Regions from separate parts of the Mus musculus genome. Here region 2 is linked to region 1. A link is a contact called in public HiChIP or PLAC-seq data. All regions are on one chromosome and are shown on one strand. Each heading gives the region's core, a stretch centred on a gene start, on an enhancer-like site or on the middle of the called end of the contact. The rest is flanking DNA. Distances are from core to core; before and after follow the strand shown.

Region 1 (4,253 bases), core at 1,020-3,519:
ATAGCTCCTGCAATTTTGAAAGAACAAAGAACCAAGCAGTTAAATCTGGCTTCATAGACATTCCTATTACCAATCATCTTCAAGGTAGGATCACAGCTCTACAGAGATCATGTGTCTCCTCTGTATGGTCAATTTTTAATAATTTTGTGAGCAAGTGCAAGTACTCTCAATGTCCCTCGACATTATTATTATTATTTTTTTTTGAGACAGAGTTTCTTCCCAAATCTGAAGCTTGCTGATAAACTAGTCTGACTGTCCTGCAGGACCCAAGGATCCTCTTATCTCTGCCACCACAGAGCTTAGCTTGTTATGTAGGTACTGGAGCTCAAATCCTGGTCCTCATGTTGTGCAAAAAGCATTTCACCAACTGAACTCTCTCCCTGGGTCCAATTTTAATAACTTAAAAGTAACCTGTGGCCGGGTGTGGTGGCGCACGCCTTTAATCCCAGCACTTGGGAGGCAGAGGCAGGCGGATTTCTGAGTTCGAGGCCAGCCTGGGCTAAAAAGTGAGTTCCAGGATAGCCAGGGCTACACAGAGAAACCCTGTCTCAAAAAACCAATGAATGAATGAATGAATGAATGAATGAATAAATAAATAAATAAATAAATTTTAAAAAGTAACCTGTGAAGTTTGCTGATTGAGAAAGACAAGTATGTGGAACGTTCATCACAAAGAGAACACACAAGGAATCCGCACACAGGAAAGAGCTAGTGGAACAAAACTATTAAGCTCGCCCTATTTTGGAAATTGAAGAGGCACTGATCAAGAAAAACAGAGGACTTCTGGCTATATTGTTGAGGAGTTAGCTTTAGTACTACTGAGGCATAAACTTGAACACTAGCTGTCACAGTTCATCCCAGGGCCTCACGTGCTATTCAGTCAGACAGGTATGTTCCAAGAAGAGTTCCATCCTTCAACTTCTACATTTCCATGTCTGCCAAATGGCACCTATACACCAACATATATTGGAATGTCCCAGCTCTTGGATCAGAAGAAGAAACTGAAAGATGTCAGATGAGAAGCAACACTTCCTGTTTCAGTACCATCAATACCCACTAGAGGGTGAGCCTGTCACACTGTTATTTATAAGTACAAAGGAAGAACCCTATTATCTATGAGCTCACCTCACTCACCACCAACCCAACCCCCCCCCCCCCCCCCCGGGCTCCCACTGGGATAGGGGACTCTATTGTGTAGGACTCTCCAAATAAGACTTGCTTGTTCCATAAAACCACTCCCACAGTCACCAAACATTGAAAATTAGCCTACCTAACAGGTATCAACACTGATCATTAAACAATAAAAAACTCAGTAGAACAAATCATTTCATTAAAAAATAAATAGACTTGGCAGTAGTGGCACATGGCTTTAATCTCAGTAGTTGGGAGACAAAGGCAGGGCAAATCTCTATGAGTTCAAGGCCAGCCTGGTCTACAGAGAAAGCTCCAGGACAGCCCTGGTCTTGAAAAACCAAGGGAAGTAGGGGGTTGATAGTAAAGGCACCTTTAAACTTAAAATGTCATTTAAACAAAATAAAGTAAGTTGTTTTGTTTTAAAAGCAGATTGCTAAACACTATATGAAAAAATATTTCCTTTTAATGAGAAAACAGGATACATGTTTTCAAGAAAACCCCAAGAAACACCAAACTGTCCATGAGAGAATGGTGTTTTAGGCTGTATGCTGAGCATATTTTACTTTTCTTGTTTAAGACAAGCAACTATAAAAATAATTGCCACTGCCAGATTTTGTTTCAGTCACTCAAGGAAGTCTATCTTTATACTTCCTTCTTTCATAGGCAGTAGATCAAGATTCTTTCACAAATAACAAAACTGCACAAATGACCCAATAACTTGCTTAAGGCTCTATAGATAATGGCAGAGGCAAACTAAAACCAGGGTTTTCAAGTTCAGTGCTTTTGCCACTAATCACTGCCTTGCTATGAAAGTTTGACCTTGCACTATTCTTGAAGGCCGAAACAGGAAGCAGAATTCTTCTAGTCAAGAATCTTGCTAGTCAAGCAGGATTCCAAACTCAATGTCACCCTGGAATAAACCCAAGAACCAAGCCCCAAACCCGCTCTATGTGACTGGCACTTCAAAGGACAGCAGGGAACAGTCTGGTCATCCACACCCACCTGTGTCTAATCTCTCTTGGCTATTGAGGAAGTCAGAGCAAGCAGACTTCAGCCCCACTCCTTGGGCAGACTCTTCTAATGATAGCTGCTATCTATCTACCCTAGCTAGCTTACACCAGCTAAGATCTGGTGCCCCTTTAGGAATAAAAGGTGAGTCACATGGGAGTTGAATTTGCTAACCACGCCATCTGAAGAGTGTCAGTGACTCAGGCTTAGATAATAGGGCCTCTACTCCTGTCCCAGACTAATTCAGTTTATGGTTAGCCAATACCACCTAATATACATTTGGAAAGTGCCAAGACCTTTGCTTTGGAAGGTCATGAACCTACTTACAAAGACTGAGAACAGCTGCCAGGGCACCCTCACTATCAAGATAACTATAAGCCTTCCTTTATTTCTTAACTTGGAAAATATAGACCCTGATTTTAAAGTAATGTTTGCAGCCCAAGACCAAACATGTTTTTTTGTGCACACCCATAAGTAAGAGTTTTTAAAATAACCTTTTAAAAATATGAAATCCCGACAAGAGACATGACAAAGGCACTAATGAACAGCACACAAAGCCTAAAATGGGTCCTTTAAAAAAGGTCTACCAGCCAGAGCTAAATAGTGATACCCTGTCTCAACAATAACAAGAATAAAGAAAGGGAAGGAAGAAAGAAAGGGAGTGAGGACCAATCAATCCCATTGTAAAATCTTCCTCCATGGCAACTACGCATCCAAACAGTCAGCATGGCATCTTCAGCCAGCAAAGATCAGCTCTAGGAGGAAGAGCCCTCAGAGCAGACAGGTGCTTAGTGACCTCTAGGAGTCCCTAAAGCTACCTCTTCCCCCACTCCTGCCCACCTGAGGCGTCGTCGAGGGTCAGAGGGTGTTCCTGTCCGACGGGCAGTACCATAATCAGACATCATGCCGTAATCGAGGTCATCATAGCCCATGCTGCGCTGGTCATCCTCTAGCCCGTAAGGCTCAGGATGAAAACGATGCAGGTCCACACTGCTTCCACCTACTCGAACCTGGGGCTGGGGCCCATAGACATCTTGTCTACTGGGTGCCCGGTAGCCTTCCATGCTGGGCCTATACCGCTCCTCAATTCGGGTCACCCGGGACAGACTGCCGTAGTTGTCACTGCCACCTGGATAACCATCTTCATAGTGTCGGCCATACCCATCTGGAGGATAGTGGAAGTTCCTAGGAAGAGTGGCAGTGCCCGCTTGCCCCACATAGGGACCAGGGCCCCCATTGCCATTCTTGCGAAAATCACGGCCCAAGGTCTGGATATAGTTATTGGAGACTGCTGAGGCGTCCACGGGCAGCCCGTCTGGCCCCATGGGGACAGGCTGTACTGTCCGAGTTGTCATTGTCTTCACAACTTTTTTGACCTTCATTTAAGGAATAAGAAAAGGAAAACCAACTATTGAGGAAATAAAGAATCTAAGTTTAAATTCCACAGTACTCTAAGATAGAAACCCTACCCTCTAGGTCTTTATACAGAAGTGTGTGTCATCTATATCTCTTCTCCATCCTACAGAAGCCCTCAATGGAAAAAAACTGCCCAATCACTAACATCCTCTCCGGAAGCTACTGTAACTGTCATACTCCTCCTCTCTTCCCACTTCCTGAACTTCTTTTACCTTGTCTCTTTGCCCAGGCATCACTTTCTTTCTGGCAGACAGTGGCTTTGGCTCACTTAACTCGTTAGCTTCTCTACTAAAATACCACAGAGGACCTATCATTCTAAGACACGAAAATCTCAGCTTACTGTGGTCTCCGTGCGTCTAGTGGTCCCATCATCTGTGGTCTCCACAGAAACAACAGACATGGCTCCTTCAGGGTCCTCCTCGGTGTAGGTTTCCACAATCTGTCCTGGCTCCTGCATCCTGGGGATAGTGCTGTACAGAAGGTGGTTGTGATCCTATGAGAGAGAAAAGAGTGAAAATACAACTGAACCTATGTAGTAACAATCTATTCTAGTAAGAAACACAGGTGCCTCTAGAGACAGGAGGCCTTCATGCATCTCCCATTGTCCTCAGGGGTTTTTAATAAAAAATGGTTGTCATCTTTAATACTTGTACAAAAAGGCAGGGCATGGTAGTGTACACCTTTAATCCCAGCAC
Region 2 (3,700 bases), core at 127-2,626, 96 kb after region 1:
GTGAATTCCAGGGCAGCAACAGTTATGTACAGAGATCCTGTCTCAAAACAACAACAAACAATTCAAGATGTGTAGTTTGAAGACTTTCATAAGGTTTGATATAAGTAGTTCCTTTGGAGCAGTGCAGTGGACAGCACATGTATTATTTGTTAAAATAACCAAACCTTATAGCACAGAACACTAAATTTGAATATATAGAAATGGAGATGTCATATAGAAGAATGAATACATGCTATGAAGGAAAGATCCAAGAAGAAGTTTAAAAAGAGTATTATTACAGATCGACGTAGGTGCCCAAGTACCTGGCGATAGAATTCTTACAAACACTAGATGAATTTGTATGCATTCATGAGCACCGGACAGATCTGTCTGATACAAAGCAGGCTCACACTGGGATAAAAGGATGGAGATCTAACCTAAGATTATCCTGGACAAGATGGCATTAACCAGGAAGTAAACCCAAGAGGACAAAAATGGTCTGCAATGTAACATGTATCTATTCTACGACTACTTCTAATAACTTTAGTCACTTTCTTGTTTCTCGTTTTAGTGGTTTCATTTGGCCAACTGGTTAAGGAACTTTAAACTTCCCCAGGAATAGACGGCTAGTGATAAAATACTGTCAGATACATTCAAGCCCTACTTGTAAAATAAAGTACAAAGTACTAAAAGCATAAAAGCATGGAGCACCTGGCTGGTGGGGGGTAGGGAGAAGCAGCCGATGGATGGGAGAAAGAACAGGTAACCACAGGACGAAGCTCTAACCAAAATAAGGACCAGTGGAGTGTAGGGCGAGGGGCCTGAACCGCGGAGCGGTAAAAGGAGTACAGTCCCCGGCCGGCAGCTGGAGCAGTGGGAGTCATCACCGGGGGCAGGACTGACTACCCCTGGCCCAGAAAACACGGAATCCACCGCGCGCAGGGCCCGCCGGAGCTGAGAGAACCGCGGGCCGGGGAAGGAAGGGGCGGCGGCTCCGCAACTGGGCAGCCGGGCACCAACCGGGTCCAAGCCCCGGCGGGCGGCCGCGGCTCTCTTAGTCTGCGGGCGTCCGTTTCGGGGCCCGTACAGCCCGAGGAGGGGTAGGGCCTTAACCTCCTCCCCTCCGCGGTCCCCCTTCCCTAGAGGTCACTCTCCCCTCCCACCTCACTAGCCCAGCACTTCCGGTTCCGCAGGGGCCAGCGTCCCCGGTACTCACCCCCGGCGCGGCGCCCGTCACCGCCGCCGTCGTTGTCACCGCCGTCGTTGTCGCCGCCGCCTCCCAGCAGTGCCGTCTGGCCTCTGAGAGGCAGCGCGCGGCCCCCGCACGCTCCACGCCCGCCCCGCCGCCGCGCGCTCCCGACGGCCGACGCTCGCCTCTGTGCGGCCGGCGCGCGGCCGCTGCCCTCAGCCTCCGGTCTGTAGCCTCACGACGTTCCCATTGGCTCCCGGGCGCGGGCGCGGGCGCGGGCGACGTCTCTCGCGGGGCACGTTCTTCTCATTCATGCGGCTCGCGCCGCCGAGCCCGCCCCCGTTCACTCTTCCATTCACCCCCTAACCCCCGCCCCCACGGCGCTCTAGAGCGTGCGCGCGACCGCGGGCGACCGCGGCGACCTCGCCTTCTGATTGGCTGCAGGGGCACGGCGCCGCAAACACGTAGTGACACGGGAGCGCGCGCGCCTGGCCGTCGTGTCTGGCTGGATGGTCGGGAGAGGGGACATGGCGAACTGCGCCGGTTTGGGGACGAGGAACTGGTCTGGCGAGATCTTTCTCTTATTTTGTCCGCTTTCCCATTTGTAGTGTAGTCAAGAAAAACTTTTAAGCAAAAAAAATTCTACGTATGTACCGGAAGTGCTCAAAAACAAGCAGATGCCCTTTCTTAGTTCACCAGCCTCCTCCGAGTTGGCCTGGTACAGTCCTGAAAAGCATCTACGATAGCCAATCACCGTTAAGCCTTTCCGGCTTCCTTCCTTGCCTCTTCATTCATTGGTGTGAGGATTCGGTCGGGCAGCCCCTCCAACACACACACTTTTTTTTTTTTTTTTTTTCTTTAAGGACTGAAACTTTATTTAAAACAATCCGTTGGCGAAAGCGTCAGTGGGGTAAATTCTCAGACCGTGGCAGAATTCCTGAGTGGTGGTATGGCCTCACCTATGGAGGAAGGAGGCGCACGGCCCATTGAACAGTCTGAGGAGAGGGTTCTGTCCAAGGCTGGGTTAGATGAAGGAGCTCGGCTGCTATCCCTAGATTTACAGTGCTTGCCGATGGAGTGAAGCACTGGGAGTGCGCGGTGCGAGGCGTAGACACCTCCACGACTACACGAGGAATGGGCGCCCTGACCTCACCCAATTTGAGAAAGCAGGCTGAAAAGAAAAGTCTTTCTAGAATAGCTCCTGTCCCTGGCGAGCTGCTGGCTAACTCTCCGAAGATCGCGGCACTACATTTTGCCCTAATTAAGCCGAGACGGCTGTGGACCCGGTGGCTTTGCCATAGGGCTCTCCTCTTACAGCTTCAGGCCACCTCTCATTTGTAAAGGAGCTCTGTTACATAACAGCCCTTCAAAAAGATATCCCCGAGCCGCTTCCCTGAAGCGAAGGTCTCGTTCAGGGTTATTTCCAAGTCCTGTCATTGTTTCCTTGACTTCACTTCAAATGTTACTGATTTAACTTTGACACTTCAGCCTTAGGCATCCAGTTAAAGAAAAGAAAAAAAAAAATCTACCCTTTTTTCTTTAGACTCTAGTCTTATCCCTTATCATTTTTACTACTGGCTTAAATGCAGCGTTTATTGGAACCGTTACGAGCATACATGTTTTAAGGAGTGGAACTTTATTTTGAAAAATCCGTTGGCGAAGACGTCTGTGGGGTAAATTCTCAGACCATGGCAGAATGGTGGTATGGCCTGGGCTGTGGCTCACACATCACACATGGAGGAAGTAGGTAGCACGGCCAATAGAGCGGTCTAAGGAGAGAATTTTTAAAAATCTTCAGCATTATGAATAATTTTAAAGTATTATTTGGAGGTACAACATTTACCCTATCAAGTATATTCTGCCTATAAAATAATGTTTCCTTAAGATGGGTCAAATTTCATTTATTTCTCTAGGATTTTAAAGCTTTATTTTCTCTACTTAACAAGTGAAGCATTCTTGATTTTCCTACCTTTTTAAATAGGAAAACTATTTGTTTGAGACAGAGAGAGAGAGAGAGAGAGAGAGAGAGAGAGAGAGAGAGAGAGAGAGAAGGCAGACAGAGTTCAGGCAGCTTTTGGGTGTTGGTTCTCTCTTGGCTTACAGATAGGAGCTCAAGTTGTCAGTCACGCCTAGGAAGTCCTTTCACCCACTGACCCATCCTGCCAACCCAATTTTTCTACAAAGACCTGTGTGAATCATCATGTCTTTTGGCCAGAGCATACTAAATGGAAAAAGGGTTCCATCATCCAACCAGAGGTACTGAATACCTCAGGGTCACTAGGGACATTAGACTACTGGATTGTCAGCCTAATTTTAGCTGGATGAGCACTAGCAGAAGCATAATCACTGTCCCAAGATATAGTGACAATTTTAGATTTTGGTTTCTTTTTTTTTGGAGGGTGGGGAGGGTTGAGACAGGGTTTCTCTGTATACTCTTGGCTGTCCTGGAACTCACTTTGTAGACCAGGCTGGCCCCAAACTCAGAAATCTGCCTGCCTCTGCTACCGCGCCCTGCTGGATTTTGGTTTCTTT

Evidence for each region. HiChIP or PLAC-seq counts read pairs in DNA pulled down with a chosen protein or histone mark.
Region 2: a contact with region 1 is called in an H3K27ac HiChIP or PLAC-seq map of microglia, with 4 times the contacts expected there. The contact joins the promoter of Zdhhc5 here to the enhancer-like site in region 1. A contact is called at or near these places in 3 of 39 promoter capture datasets (the 3T3-L1 cell line, the C10 cell line and frontonasal cranial neural crest), 9 of 484 Hi-C or Micro-C datasets (3T3-L1-derived adipocytes, the C10 cell line, the HPC-7 cell line and 6 more), 1 of 115 datasets of contacts at active chromatin or transcription factors (microglia) and 4 of 9 other capture datasets (adipose tissue, liver, macrophages and 1 more).

The regions. Positions count from the first base shown.
Region 1 is chr2:84,616,937-84,621,189 of GRCm38.p6, forward strand. It overlaps Ctnnd1 (catenin (cadherin associated protein), delta 1), which reads right to left. Exons shown (of 19, transcript NM_001085450.1): 4 at 3,899-4,051; 5 at 2,983-3,518; 6 at 1-7. Among named protein-coding and RNA genes, the nearest start is that of Ctnnd1, 32 kb to the right of the region's middle. Within about 2 kb of position 2,270, at least 92 of the 459 cell types and tissues checked have an H3K27ac peak or open chromatin away from gene starts, as enhancers often do. A contact at or near this core is called in adipose tissue, macrophages, microglia and 1 more, where this site is marked.
Region 2 is chr2:84,713,788-84,717,487 of GRCm38.p6, forward strand. It overlaps Zdhhc5 (zinc finger, DHHC domain containing 5), which reads right to left and starts at 1,377. Exons shown (of 12, transcript NM_144887.4): 1 at 1,196-1,377.